3 separate regions of the Mus musculus genome follow, and all the other regions are linked to region 2. A link is a contact called in public promoter capture Hi-C data. All regions are on one chromosome and are shown on one strand. The core of a region is the stretch at or near the end of the contact, and the rest is flanking DNA. Distances in the headings are between cores, read along the strand shown.

The links. Promoter capture Hi-C pulls out the DNA fragments that hold promoters and counts their contacts.
Region 1: a promoter capture Hi-C map of pre-B cells shows a contact between it and region 2. The contact joins the promoter of Tmsb10 here to the promoter of Vamp5 in region 2. A contact is called at or near these places in 1 of 39 promoter capture datasets (pre-B cells), 1 of 115 datasets of contacts at active chromatin or transcription factors (pancreatic cancer cells) and 1 of 9 other capture datasets (adipose tissue).
Region 3: a contact with region 2 is called in a promoter capture Hi-C map of pre-B cells, with 3 times the contacts expected there. The contact joins the promoter of Kcmf1 here to the promoter of Vamp5 in region 2. A contact is called at or near these places in 5 of 39 promoter capture datasets (the 3T3-L1 cell line, the C10 cell line, cranial neural crest and 2 more), 1 of 115 datasets of contacts at active chromatin or transcription factors (pancreatic cancer cells) and 1 of 9 other capture datasets (adipose tissue).

Annotation. Positions count from the first base shown.
Region 1 is chr6:72,956,045-72,960,206 of GRCm38.p6, reverse strand. It overlaps Tmsb10 (thymosin, beta 10), which reads left to right and starts at 1,724. Exons shown (of 3, transcript NM_025284.4): 1 at 1,724-1,870; 2 at 2,183-2,294; 3 at 2,555-2,860. The coding sequence starts at 2,195. The coding sequence ends at 2,589.
Region 2 is chr6:72,379,042-72,383,383 of GRCm38.p6, reverse strand. Vamp5 (vesicle-associated membrane protein 5) reads left to right here and starts at 2,916. Exons shown (of 3, transcript NM_016872.4): 1 at 2,916-3,003. The coding sequence starts at 3,001. Gm52494 (a long non-coding RNA gene) reads right to left here and starts at 4,102. Exons shown (of 3, transcript XR_003956310.1): 1 at 3,611-4,102; 2 at 3,280-3,487.
Region 3 is chr6:72,897,095-72,901,243 of GRCm38.p6, reverse strand. It overlaps Kcmf1 (potassium channel modulatory factor 1), which reads left to right and starts at 1,265. Exons shown (of 7, transcript NM_019715.2): 1 at 1,265-1,630. The coding sequence starts at 1,615.

The sequences.
Region 1 (4,162 bases), core at 475-2,974, 580 kb before region 2:
AGAGAAAAGGGATTGGAGTTCACCTTGGATGCAACCTTGTACAATTGGACATTTATGCACTGACTTCAAGGTGAAGCCCAGGAAGTCCAAACCTAACTTAAGGTTAGCATTGCATCCAGCACGGAATCCAGAGATACTATCTCTGGATGTCTGGATAGTTTTATGTTCAAGCTTAGCAGATCCTTCAACAAGTAGAGACTGTTTCAATCTGCCCAGCCCTGCTTTCGGTTTCCCAGATTTCCTGGACTTTGGGTAAGAGCATGTGACTACATTCTAGGCCAAGGAAATGAAGACAGAAGTGATGGAAGCGACTTCTGAATCTGAGGCTAAATTCTAGTGTGACTTTTCATCCTCCTTTCTTTCCTGGTCCACTGCCTGGATATAGAAGATGGAGGGGTCCAGAATAACAAGAGAAAGGGGGCCTGAATACCAGTCACTATGCAATAAAAAGCACAAAGCCAGGCATGATAACACAGGCTTTTAGGCCTAACATTCAAGAAACAGGCCAATCTCTATGAGTTCAAATCCAGGCTGATCTACATACTGAGATCCATAAACATATGGCTACATAAACAGGTGACGCCCTTTCTAAAGAAAATAATTTTTTAAAAAGGAGACTAGTACAGAAATCACAGGATTGTGTTACATAAGAAACAACTTTCTTTAAAAGATTTATTTTTATTTTATGTGCATGAGTGTTTTATGCACACCAAACTCATACCTGGTGCCCAAGCAGGCCAGAAGAGGATGCCAAGTCTCCTAAAACTAGAGCTACAGATGCTTGTAAGCCACCGTGTGGGTGAGCCCCACGTGGATGAGACAACTCTCTACAACCCCCACCCCCACTAAACTGTTATTACTTCAAGCAAAGATATTTTGCTCTTTGTCTGTCTATCTGAACCATGAAGTTTGCCGTTCAGGAAATGTTTCTCCTCTTTTTCTTCTATCAGTAGAATATGCTCTATATTCAACACAGGAAAAGGGATGGGAGTGGGGATGGATGGCGTTTCAGCCCTGGGTGATATAATAGAACTCACTGTCCATGGGGGTTGTAGGAGCTGAAGAGGTAACTTTTTCAGGAGTGCAGTATCCCACTCCTGGAATGGGTTAACAAGAAAAAGCAAGGTTTGCAGGCACAGGAGCTTTTTCCCCTCTTTTTCCTTCTAAAAACCACATTGAAGGTTAACTGAAGGAGAAAAACCGCACCCTCCAGTACAGTGTTTCTAAAAGGCCACTGAGAAAAGGAACAGCGGAGCCCTCCCGGGAGTCCTAGCTCCCACCTCCGCCCTTAGACAATGCCTGAAAACAGCTTGTTTTAAGAAGCACCAACCACAAGAAAATAGAAAGAAGGAGACTCTGGAGAGCAAACGCAAGAGACTTGAGGCGACGCGGGTGGGGTGTCTCCCGCGAGCAGGGCTGCAGCAGAGCGCGCGTGCTCGCCCGCACACCCACAACCCTACACCACACATACATTCAACAAAACCCCAAGTCCTTCCCCGCTGCCCCCCCCCCCACGCCCTTCCCGCGGGGTGAGCAGCAGGCTCCTGGGTACTAGGAAAAGGAGATATATCAAGAAAAGAGACCACCGGGAGCTGGTGCCTGCCACCCTCCACGCGGGATCGCAACGGGTTAGGAACGCGGGCCGAGAAGGGCGGAGCCCCAGGCAGCCTGGAGATGCTGAGCGCCCCCCAGCCCCCGCGCGCGCTGGCCACGCCCTCCGCGCGGGCTGGCCACGCCCTCGTTGCGGCGGGCGAGAGGCGGGGCGGGGCGCGGTGTATATAAGACGAGGGGCGGGCGCCGCTCTTTTGTCTCTTGCTGCAGCAACGAGAGTGGGAGCACCTGGAGCGCGAGCTCGGAAGGAGAATCCACGGTAAGGCACAGCGCCGGCCTTGGGGCCTACCCTGGGTGGGGTCGGGCCAGTTTATGGCTGGCGGGCGCGTTCCCCTTCGGTTGCAACAGGCGACCCGGCGGTTTGGAATCTTCTGGGGCTAGCAGGCCACGCCCTGGGGCTTCGGAGGGAGGGTGTGGTGGACGAGTCTAGGATCCTCGGCCTCCGGGCTGCGGGAACGCCCAGGACTGGGAATGCCACGTTGAGAGGCGTTCGCGGAAGGCGCGGGATCCAGGACGCGCTGGTCACCCCCAAGCCCCTGGCCACCCATTATCACCTTGTTTCGCCCATCAGAGTTGTAAGAAAATGGCAGACAAGCCGGACATGGGGGAAATCGCCAGCTTCGATAAGGCCAAGCTGAAGAAAACCGAGACGCAGGAGAAGAACACCCTGCCGACCAAAGAGAGTAAGTGTGCCCCGGGTTCCCACCCCAGCGCTCCTCCCTTCCCTGCTGTGCCAGCCCGGCACCCCCACCCCCATCCGGCCACTATCTTCCCACCCCGAATCTAAGGCCACAGCCACCCTTCCAGTCACACAAAGCACTTTGTCTCTTCCAAACCCCTTCTCTGTCCGCAGGCCTCGTGGGTGCCTCACCCACACCAGGTTTGTGGGTTGGGTATGGGGGGCTGTAAGGTAGCTCCAATGACCACATCCCTCCCTTCGCAGCCATTGAACAGGAAAAGAGGAGTGAAATCTCCTAAAAGCCTAGGAAGATTTCCCCACCCCACCCCACCCCGCCCCATCATCTCCAAGACCCCCTCGTGATGTGGAGGAAGAGCCACCTGCAAGATGGACGCGAGCCACAAGCTGCACTGTGAAACCCGGGCACTCCGAGCCGATGCCACCGGCCCGCGGGTCTCTGAAGGGGACCCCTCCACTAATCGGACTGCCAAATTTCACCGGTTTGCCCTGGGATATTATAGAAAATTATTTGTATGATTGATGAAAATAAAAACACCTCGTGGCATGGTTGGCGTGGTCTGAATTTTTTAGTTGAGTATGCGTGGGCAGAGCGGTCTGGGAGTGAGTTGTGCCGCAGGGAGAGAGGAGGGGACGTGGTAGAATGGGTGAGGAGGATGTATCGTTTTTATTTTTGTTTTACGTGCTTCTCGACATGCGGTTTCCTGGGTTCTCAGTTGCTTCGCCCTTAATGCGATCCATGTCAATTTTAACCCCATTTTGAAAAATGCTGTCCAAAAGATTAAGCTTTGCTTTTGATCGGCTCTTCAAATCCTACCTTTTCTTCTGCCCTCTTAACCTTTCACGCACACCAGAAGCAGTGATTTGTTAAAGTCTGAGAGGAAAGGATGCAAAGAATCATTCAGGAATGTGGGAAATTGGGCGAGGTCGGGGTCCATCCCTCAGACACAAACACACGAGGTTTTCTATTGGGTGTTAACAGAATGAGGTGAAATAAAAACAAAGGCCAGATAAAACCGCATTATATCACAACTTGCGGAACATCTTCAGAACTGCAGCCACGGAGATCAGCCTAGTTTTTTGTCTCTGAACCTTATGCGAATGCGTTAGCCATTATAGAGGGAGCATAGGCTGAGCTGCCTCCCAGACAGATCCTCTGAGGGTGGAAGAGAGCAGCGGGTGCGTGCGTTGTGGCGGCAGAACTGAAGGAGGTCACACCCTTTCATGACCCACAGGGAAGGGGTGGGACCAGCACAGTGGGGCTAATGGAGGAGGAGCCCAAGGGTATTGGGCACTGAAGCAGGCTTATGATTACAGGGGTAGCCTTTTCCTGTAGGAGGGGAGGGAGGGAAACAATTGGATAGGGTTTGCCCCACATTTTTGCCTTACCCCCAAGGGACTGGATAAATAGATGAGGGCAGTTAGTTCAAATGAGCTGTATCCTCCTGGTCACAAGAAATTTAAAACCTAGTAGTGAGACCGGCAGTCAGGGCAGATCAGCGGACAGACAGGTTGGGGAGCCAATGCCTGGTTTACATAACAGATCAACTCCAGCTGGTACCTGGAGGCCTCCATCACCTCTGAATAGGGAAGGGCTCTTTTTCTCTGCTGTTAGTGATTCCCACAGATGTAGCTTTTGTAGTGACCCAGGGTAGGATGGGGCTGAATTAAGTCCCAATGCTTGAGTAAGAAGTCTCTAGCTAATGCTCCTGTAAGTGGGCCTCATAAGCTCATTAGTTTACAAGAAAGAAGAGAGAAAAGCCTACTGAATCTTCACTGGCCTCCTCTCAGGTCATGCTAAAGCCAAGCAGCTCCCATGCTTCCCTTCCCCCACGGGCTTCCCTTCCCCCACGG
Region 2 (4,342 bases), core at 1,667-4,166:
TGAGCTTTCTGTCTTCTGGACTCCTCCTTCCCACCAGGTTCTTCATCACTGCGGTTCTTTCCAGAGCCCAGTCTGCCTTGGCTTGTGGTTCTTGGCTTCCTCTGTCCTTGGTTCCTACACAACCTTTCCAGAATTAGAAACAACCTGTTGTTGGGAGCATGTGAGGAAAGGGATGGGTTGAGAGTCAAAAATGTGGGATACTAAATACAGGCCAGATTTTGGATCATGCTCTCGATTCCACAGAGGGCAGGGAAAGTACCAAACAGCCCCTCTCCATCTACTTTGACATGAGTGAGCCTACCCTCTTCACCCCCAGCCCATTCTGAGGTAATGTGTCCAAGCATGGAAACCAGTGGTCTATCCTCACAGTGGCTCAACCCAGGGACAAAAGCCCCTGGCATTTTGGTTAAGAGAAGCCACATTTAGGATGTCAAGGGCAGCCTGGAAGGTGGAAGATGGCTTTAACTATTTCTCCACAGCAGCTCAGGAAGGCTACACAAATCTAGAAGCACACCAGCATCTCCAGCAAAGGAACAGGCCTACAAGCGTTTAGAACAGCTGGGCAGTGGTGGCGCACGCCTTTAATCCCAGCACTCGGGAAGCAGAGGCAGGTGGATTTCTGAGTGTGAGGCCAGCCTGGTTTACAGAATGAGTTCCAGGACAGCCAAGACTATACGGAGAAACCCTGTCTCGGAAAGGAAAAAAAAAAAGAGTTTAGAACAGAGAAAAGCCAGAGTCAGCACTTCCTGTAAGAGGCTGCTTTCATTTTACATTGGAGTCAAATTCACATGGCCTTCTTTTTTCTCTTCTTTTCTCCTCTTTTCTTTTCCTTTCTTTTCTTTTCTGTTGTTTTCTTCTCTTTTCTCTTTCTTCCTTTCTTCCTTTCTTTCTTTCTTTCTTTCTTTCTTTCTTTCTTTCTTTCTTTCTTTCTTTCTTTCTTTTAATAGACAAAGTCTTACTTTGTAGCCTTGAAGCCTAGGTTAAGCTGTCCTGGAATTTACTATATATGACCCAGGCTGGTCTCAAACTCAGTCAATCCTCCTGCCTCATCCTCTTAAGTGTTAGGATCACAACCATAGCTACAGAGCCAGCTCAGTTTTCTGTTTGGTTTTGTTTTATTTTGTCTTCGGGCAGGCTCTCATGTAGTAACTGCTCACATTCATTAGACAGCAGGCCATGGCTGTGAACCTTGACCCTTCTGCTGCTGGCTCGCCGATGCTGCCATCTACCACCAAGTCTGGTTTGTATGATGCGGGACATCAAACCCAGGGCTTGGGGCAAAACAGGCAAGCCCATCCCCAGCATCCATTTACAATTGAGTTTTTGCCTTAAAACTAAAGTCTTTTTAAAAACTCTTTGTTCTTTAAATTATTTTTATTTTATGTGTAAAGATGCTTCCTCTGCATGTGTGACTGTGACCATGTGTGACACGTGTCCTTGGAGGCCAGAACAGGGCATCGGATCCCCCGGAGCTGGAGTTAACAGACCGCAGTGAGCTGGCATGTAGTGAGCTGGCATGTAGTGAGCTGGCATGTAGTGAGCTGGCATGTAGGTGCTGACAATTAAACCTCAGTCCTCTGGAGGGGCAGCCAGGACTCTTAACTGCTGAGCCGTCTCTGCGGTCTCACATTTTAGCCTTCGATTAAGCACATAAAACAGCACCACTTAATATATTCCTCCGTGAGCTTTTTGTGGAATTCAGAGCACAGCGTATCCTTTACAAGTCTTCAGGCTTTCTGCACCTTTTGCACAGTTCTTTACAAACAACCTCATTTTAACCTTGAAGTTGGCCTGAGGCTGGGACGGGCCAATGAGATTAAGGAAAGGACTTCTCAGTTCCCAGTTCTGCAAGAAAAGCCGCAGTTTCCTCGGCATCTCTCTTCGTCAAGAACTCCATCTTCCTCACCTGTTAGAGGACCATCCCGCAAGGCCCACACCAGGAATCTAAGAGAAAGTGTGTGTTCTCAGGCTGGGCAACACCTGTTTGTTTTCCTTGCAGCAGCTTGCAACTCTGTCCTAAACTCATGCTGTGAAACTCTTCAAGACAGTCTGTGTAGTTTGTATTTTATTCTTATCCAAAAGAGATGGTCTCTGCTTGAGTACCACTTTGGAAGCTGGCTCCCATCTTCTCCTTTGCCTCTTCTGCCTCTTGTTGGTTCAAAACTTGAGATCCATCCACACACCATTGAGACTTTTAGCTCACAGAAATGTCTGCAACACTTTAGCATTTTAAAAATCTTCCTCCCCCAATGTATGGAGATCAGAGGCCAACTTGCAGGAGTTGGTTCTTTCCACAACGCGAGTCCATTTTTTAAAAAGATTTATTTATTTATTATATGTAAGTACACTGTAGCTGTCTTCAGACACTCCAGAAGAGGGCGTCAGATCTTGTTACAGATGGTTGTGAGCCACCATGTGGTTGCTGGGATTTGAACTCCGGACCTTCGGAAGAGCAGTCGGGTGCTCTTACCCACTGAGCCATCTCACCAGCCCTAGCTTACCATTTTTAAGGGTATAACTCGGTGACATACAATGTATTCAGAATACTGCCTGTTCCGTCTGTAAATAATCAGAACTTTGGAGTGGTTGGTGTGTTTTTAATTTCGGGTGAGACGCACTCACCAAGGTGGCAAATACTTCTGGCTTGTTCATGTCAGCTCCAGCACATAGCTCCCACAGATGCTTTTTGCATGACGGAATGACGCCTCCTGGGCTAACTCCTGATGCAGCCCCAGATCCAAGAGACATCGGTCCCCAATTCACCAGGCTGGGGTGTCATCGGAAATCGGACGCCTGTGGCCCGGTAGGAGGCGCCCCACGGGTCCTGTCACCGCTTTCGGTTTGCCCGGGACGGGCACCTCTGAGAAGGCGCGCCCCCCTCCCTCTTGGGCTGCGGGCCCGCCCCGCCCCACGGCTTCCTCCCGGGCCGCGGGCACTGAGGCCGCTCGGGGCAGAGGAATCGGAGCCGGCGAGCAGGCAGCGGCGGCGGCTGCGGAGGCAATGGTGAGACGGGCAGGGGCAGAGGGCGATTGTGCAGGGGCAAAAAGCAGGATTCTGAACCCCAGGGGCATAGGTCACGCTGGTCGCACGGACTAGTCCCCAACTTTGCAGGCAACCGGGGAGGGAGACTTCGGAGTGCGCCCCGTCGGGGCAGAGTGAGCGGTGCTACAGCTTCCCACGCTCCTGGAGCAGTTATCAGCTCCCGGCAATACCGGGCAAGTTACTTAACCTCCACGAGCCTCCTTTTCCGCGCAGTGAAGTAGGGGCAGCAATACTTACCTTGGTGGGTCCTTGAGAGGTTAAAGAAGATGTTTATGGTCGCTGCTGCCAGGCACTCAGAACCCTTTGCTGAGAAGTGGTAGGTAATGCGATGACCTCTCCAGCTCTTCCCCAGGCTAAGAGGAGCCAGAGCTGGCCCAAGGGTTGGAAACCTGAGCAGATGCCTGGTAGAGGCCCCGTGCTGACGTGCTGACAGATAAACACTTCCCTGGGGGAAAAGAGAAAATAAGTTGTTTACTATAAAAGTTCCATGAAGTTATCCCTGTGACCCAGCCTGCTGACTCTTTCCTAACCTCTACCTAGTAACATAATCATGAGTTGAGTCACCTACATTCACTCCTGCTGCAGACTTGCCATTTCCAAGACAAAAGTGTCAGGGACCACTGATGCCTGGATCCCACCTTCCAGGGCTCCTGGGAAGGTGGCCAGACTGGAAGCAAGTTTAGTACTCTAAGATGGGATGGATGTGGCCTGGCTAGGGGTGGCAATGCCTGGATGGCCTCATCTCTAGGGAACTGGAGGCAGGAAAGGGAAGTGTGGCAGGAAGGTAGCCCTAAGCTTTGAGGCCACACCAGGAAACCGAGGGAGGCTCTGAGAATGGGCTGGAGCTGAGAGCCCACTTCCGAGAGTACAGGGCAGAGATGGTCTTTCAACTGGCTCTCAGCTCTTGAGGAGAAGTTCTGAAAAGAAGGCTGCGCCAGGTTAGGTTATCTGGCTGTTCAGGAGAACCTTGGGGGTTCAGAGTCTGGGGGATGCATTAATTTTATCCCTTCAGCCTGTCTCCAGCTCCATCATCTATCTCTTCTTCCCTTGTCCCCCTTTCTGTCTCCAGCTCTTTCCTCCTGCATCCCATCCCTCTGACTACCATATATACCCCCACCCCCAACTGATTTCCCTTTCCTTTCCCTTTTCTTCACTGGGACTCATTCAGTCAAAATGATTTAAGAAAAAAATTCTTTTTTGCCATTGGAATAGCACAAAACAGTGATGGAGGAGATGAAAATGAGAGATGGAAATGAGCAATATTTTTTTGCATGTGTGGTATGCACGCTTGTTCACGTGT
Region 3 (4,149 bases), core at 16-2,515, 520 kb before region 2:
TTGTTATCTAGTCCTCATTTAAACCCAAATTAGGTGGGGGTGTGGTGGAAGATGCCTTTCGTTCCAGCCCCTGGGAGATGGGAAGGTCAGAATCAGCTACTTGAGCAATTCAAGGACTGCCTCGGGCTATCTGAGGTCATGCCTCAAAACCACCCCCAATTTAATTACAGCTAGTTTCTTGGGTAGACAGGGATGACCTACTATGTAGTCTCTCGGATTAAGCCTTTTAGTATTTTCAAAACCAGACATATCTTAAATCATATTCAATAAAATATTGTAACAAATAGGGTCCTTCCTTTGCTACTCTACACGTCGAATCTTGGTACTGTATCTCTCCTGCATCTATTGATATGCTTGCCCTTTTTGAAAGTCACAGAAGCTAAGGCAACCAACGCTTTGTCCAGGTCCCACAGTCGGTGGAGGGTGGGCAAATTAGGAAAATCGCCAAAGCAAGCAGTACCTTGGACCCTAGTTTCAGTAAACTTAGCTGGGAACTTTGTCCAATCTCGAGACTACCAAGGCAAAATTAACCACCCAAAGCGAACCAATTTAGAGCGAAGGCTCAGCAAGGTTAAGTCACTTGTTCAAGGTTACACCGAGCATATCAGAACCAGAATCCCAGGGCTGAACACGTCTTAACTCCAGGGCGCGATCTGTTCTACCTGCGCCACGCCACCACTGACACGTGGTCAGGGGTAGTCTCAAGTGTTTGTCGAGTTAGCAATGCCTGAAGAGAAAGTAGCCTGTAAGGAGCCTGGGTGGAGGGAAAGACCTGCACACACAGCCGGAAGCAAAGTACCCCCGAAGCCCACCAAGTTTTTCCCGCAGCGCATTCGAGCGGGCGGCCGAGCCGGCTCGCTAGGCCTCGGCCTCCCCCTGGGTCTGGGGACCCGCGAGCCCCGGAGGCCCGACTGCCATTCCCTTCTGGGTCCCCGGCTTTCAAAGCAGCACACAAACACACACACGTCCCCGGGACGTCTGCGATGGCCCGGCCGCCGCGCGCCCAGGCGCTGGGGAGCCACGTCGGGGGCGTTTCGCGTCCTCGTCCTCCCCACGCGCAGCGTGGCGGGCCGCGGCTGGGCTCGGGTGCCTGCGGGACCGCGGCAGGACCGCCGCCAAGCACGGTCGCCCGCCGGCCGCGGGGCCTCAGGGCGGCGAGAGGCGGGGCGGGCGTGCGGGCGGAAGGAGGCGGAAGAGGAGGAAGAGGAGGAGGAGGAGGCGGCGGCCGGAGCCGGGAGACGGACGGGCGGGGGGCGGGCCGGGGGAGGGGACGAGCGGGATTTGCGGACGCCGCGCCGCTGCCGGGAGCCGGCGGGGGCCCGAGAGTGACCGAGTCACGGCGGGCGCCGGCGGAGCCGCGGCCGCGTCGGACCCGCCTCCTGGAGGAGCTCAGCCCCGGCCAGGCCCGGCCCCATTCCCGCCCCGCGCCGCCTCCCCGCCGCCGCCGCCGCCGCCGCCGCGGGAGCGCTCCCCTGCCCACCCCGCCCCCGCGGCCGAGCCCGGGAGTCGAGTGGGAGTCGGCCGGCCGGGCGCGGGCAGCGCCGGGAGCCCGCGGTGGGGGCACACTGCAGCCGGGAGCCCGGGAGGGGCCGCGCCGCCAGCGTCTGAACTAGGATGTCCCGACATGAAGGTGAGAGCCGAGCCCCCGCCCCCACCGCTTGGGCCTCGGCCTACCCCGCCCGAAGTCCGGGCGCCGCCGAGGGCAGCGGGGCACCGGCGGGGACGCGGGCCGGGCCCGAGTCGCGGGGCTGGGGAACCCGAGGCCACCGCGGCCCGAAGAGCGAGCGGGAGCGGCGGCCGCAACCGTGGCTTGCGGCCGCGGCCCTGAGCTGGGCCTGGAGCCGGAGGCGGGGCGGCCGGGCGGCCGGAGGCTTTGCACTGTCATGGGGCGGGAGAGGGGGAGGGGAAGCGGCGGGGCCCGTTACCGGCGGGAGCCTGGCCCTCGGGACACATACCGGACGCCGAGGCCCGGCCGGCCCGCCCGGGGGAACCGCGGGGCCCCGGCGCGGCCTAGCTGCGGCGGCTCCCGGAAGAGCCGGGCGCCGTGGCCGAGCCGGGTCTCGGGCGTGCGGCCGCGACAAGGGGGAGCGGGGTCCGGGCCCCGCGGGCGCGTCCGGTCTCTGGGAGACCGCGGGCGAGCGACGGCCCCGCCTGAGGGCCGCGGCCGTGCGGGCGGGAAGACGCCGCGGCTCGGGCTCGGGCAGCCCTCTGTGACTGGAGCTCGCCCGGCCTCGCGGTAGGCCTCTGCGCGTCCCTGGGCTCGGGTAAGCCAAGTTCCCGGGGCGGATCCAGCCCGGCCGCGGTGAGCAAACTCCCTGCTCCGTCACCTCGCCGGAGCGGAACTTGCTCCCGGCCGGTCCCGGGCCCTCACCCGCGTGCGCTGCCCACCGAAGCAGGCTTCCAGTCGGGGGGCGTTTGGACTTCCGCGGTGCCCTGTGGAAACACGCTGGGGTTCTGTGGTTAAGAATCAGACCACTCGCGTCCCAGCCCCACGGCACAAAGGCACAAGTGTTTTCAGGCCGATGGATGGGCGATGAACTGGCGAAAAAATAAGTTAACTTGAATTTACTACCATATGGTTTAGGAAGGGGGGAGGGGGCTATGTTCTCTTTGTTTCACTACAGCAGGTTTTACCTTTAAAAGTAGTCACCGACTTAGTGAAAAGTTTATTTCGGTACGGTTAATGGAAGATTGTATAAGTGACCTGAAAATAATTGAGTCCCTAAGATTTTCCAAATCCTGTATAGGTGTTTTGGAAGTGAAGAAAGTTTGAGGAGGCAGTTTATCGCCGAGGGAAGGGCATTCTTAGGGAAGTACAGACCTTGGCTTTTCTAAGGTGACAAACTCAGATCAATTAACATACATTTAGTGAAAGTTTCGGAATTTGCATTTCTAAAGGCAAGATTGTGATTGACTCTGATCATTTTATGTTTGGAGAGTTTTTATTTAAAAAAAAAAACCTAATGATAGGGAAGAGCATGGGGCATTTTTGATTACTAACTGTTAATGTGTTGGTCACTTTGAAATAAATAGCAGGGTACTTAATTTAGCCTCAGTCAGATGAAAAGAAATATTTGGGAACTCACCTGCTAAACCGTTTTATAAGCTTAATGGGAGTGTGTTCCTTATCACCGCACTTGAAAAAAGTCTTCATTAAGGTTGTAGTCAAATTCCATTTGGAGATGGTGAGGTTAATTTTAGATGGCATCAGTTGGTGTATTGACCACCTTCAAGACAAAGTGAAAGTGAGCATGAAGTTCAGGCTCCAACTCAGGAACCAGATTAAAATAACAGAATAGCAATCGCCTTAAAGAAGCAGACGGAATAGTCTTAATGAGCAGTAGCCTGGAAAAAGTACCCTCAGATGGTGTGTTTGAGTAATTAAAATGGCTTAGGTAGGTATAGCATCCTTCAATAAAATATTGTGTGATCTAAGCTCATCATCATTCCCTCTTTAGTCTTGGAAAGGGTACCTTTTAATTACTTGACATCTTGAAACTTTCCAACACCTTTCTTGGCAATTTAATGCCAGATGTTTCCTAAATGGATGTGTTGAAGGTATTGAGCAATGTTTGACAGGTGATTTTATATTTACATAATACATTAATTAAATTTACTATTTTCTTTCTTTATTTTGACACTGTCTCACTAAGTAGCCCTGGCTGGCCTGGAACTCAAGAGTCCTGCCTGCCTGTGCCTCCCCAAACTGTGACAACAGGGGTGTGCTCTCAGACCTTGAACAGGGTTAGAAAGTTTAAGAGTCTAGGTTTTGGCCTAAGTCAAAAGTTTCAGTAATCACATCTGTTCATGAGATTTGTCAATATTTTGCAGTATATTATTTCAGGCAGTAATTATTTTCATCAGGAGGGATTTGACAATCCCAGATTTTCTGCTTACCTTTCTCTTTGGGCCAGCTAATCCTGTTTACTTCATCTTTGCTTTTGACACAGGATCATGGTGCCCATTCCTGGCTGGTCTGATCTCACTGCACAGGAGAGACTGGCTTCACACTTTCAGCCCTCCCCCAACCCCCCACCCCCCCCCCCCCCCATGTATCCAGTCTTCCTGTATCTGCTTCCCTCCTGAGCCTCTCCTAGCACAACACTTTTTAGTGGTCTGGTTTTTTAGCTCTTTTAATCATCTATCCTC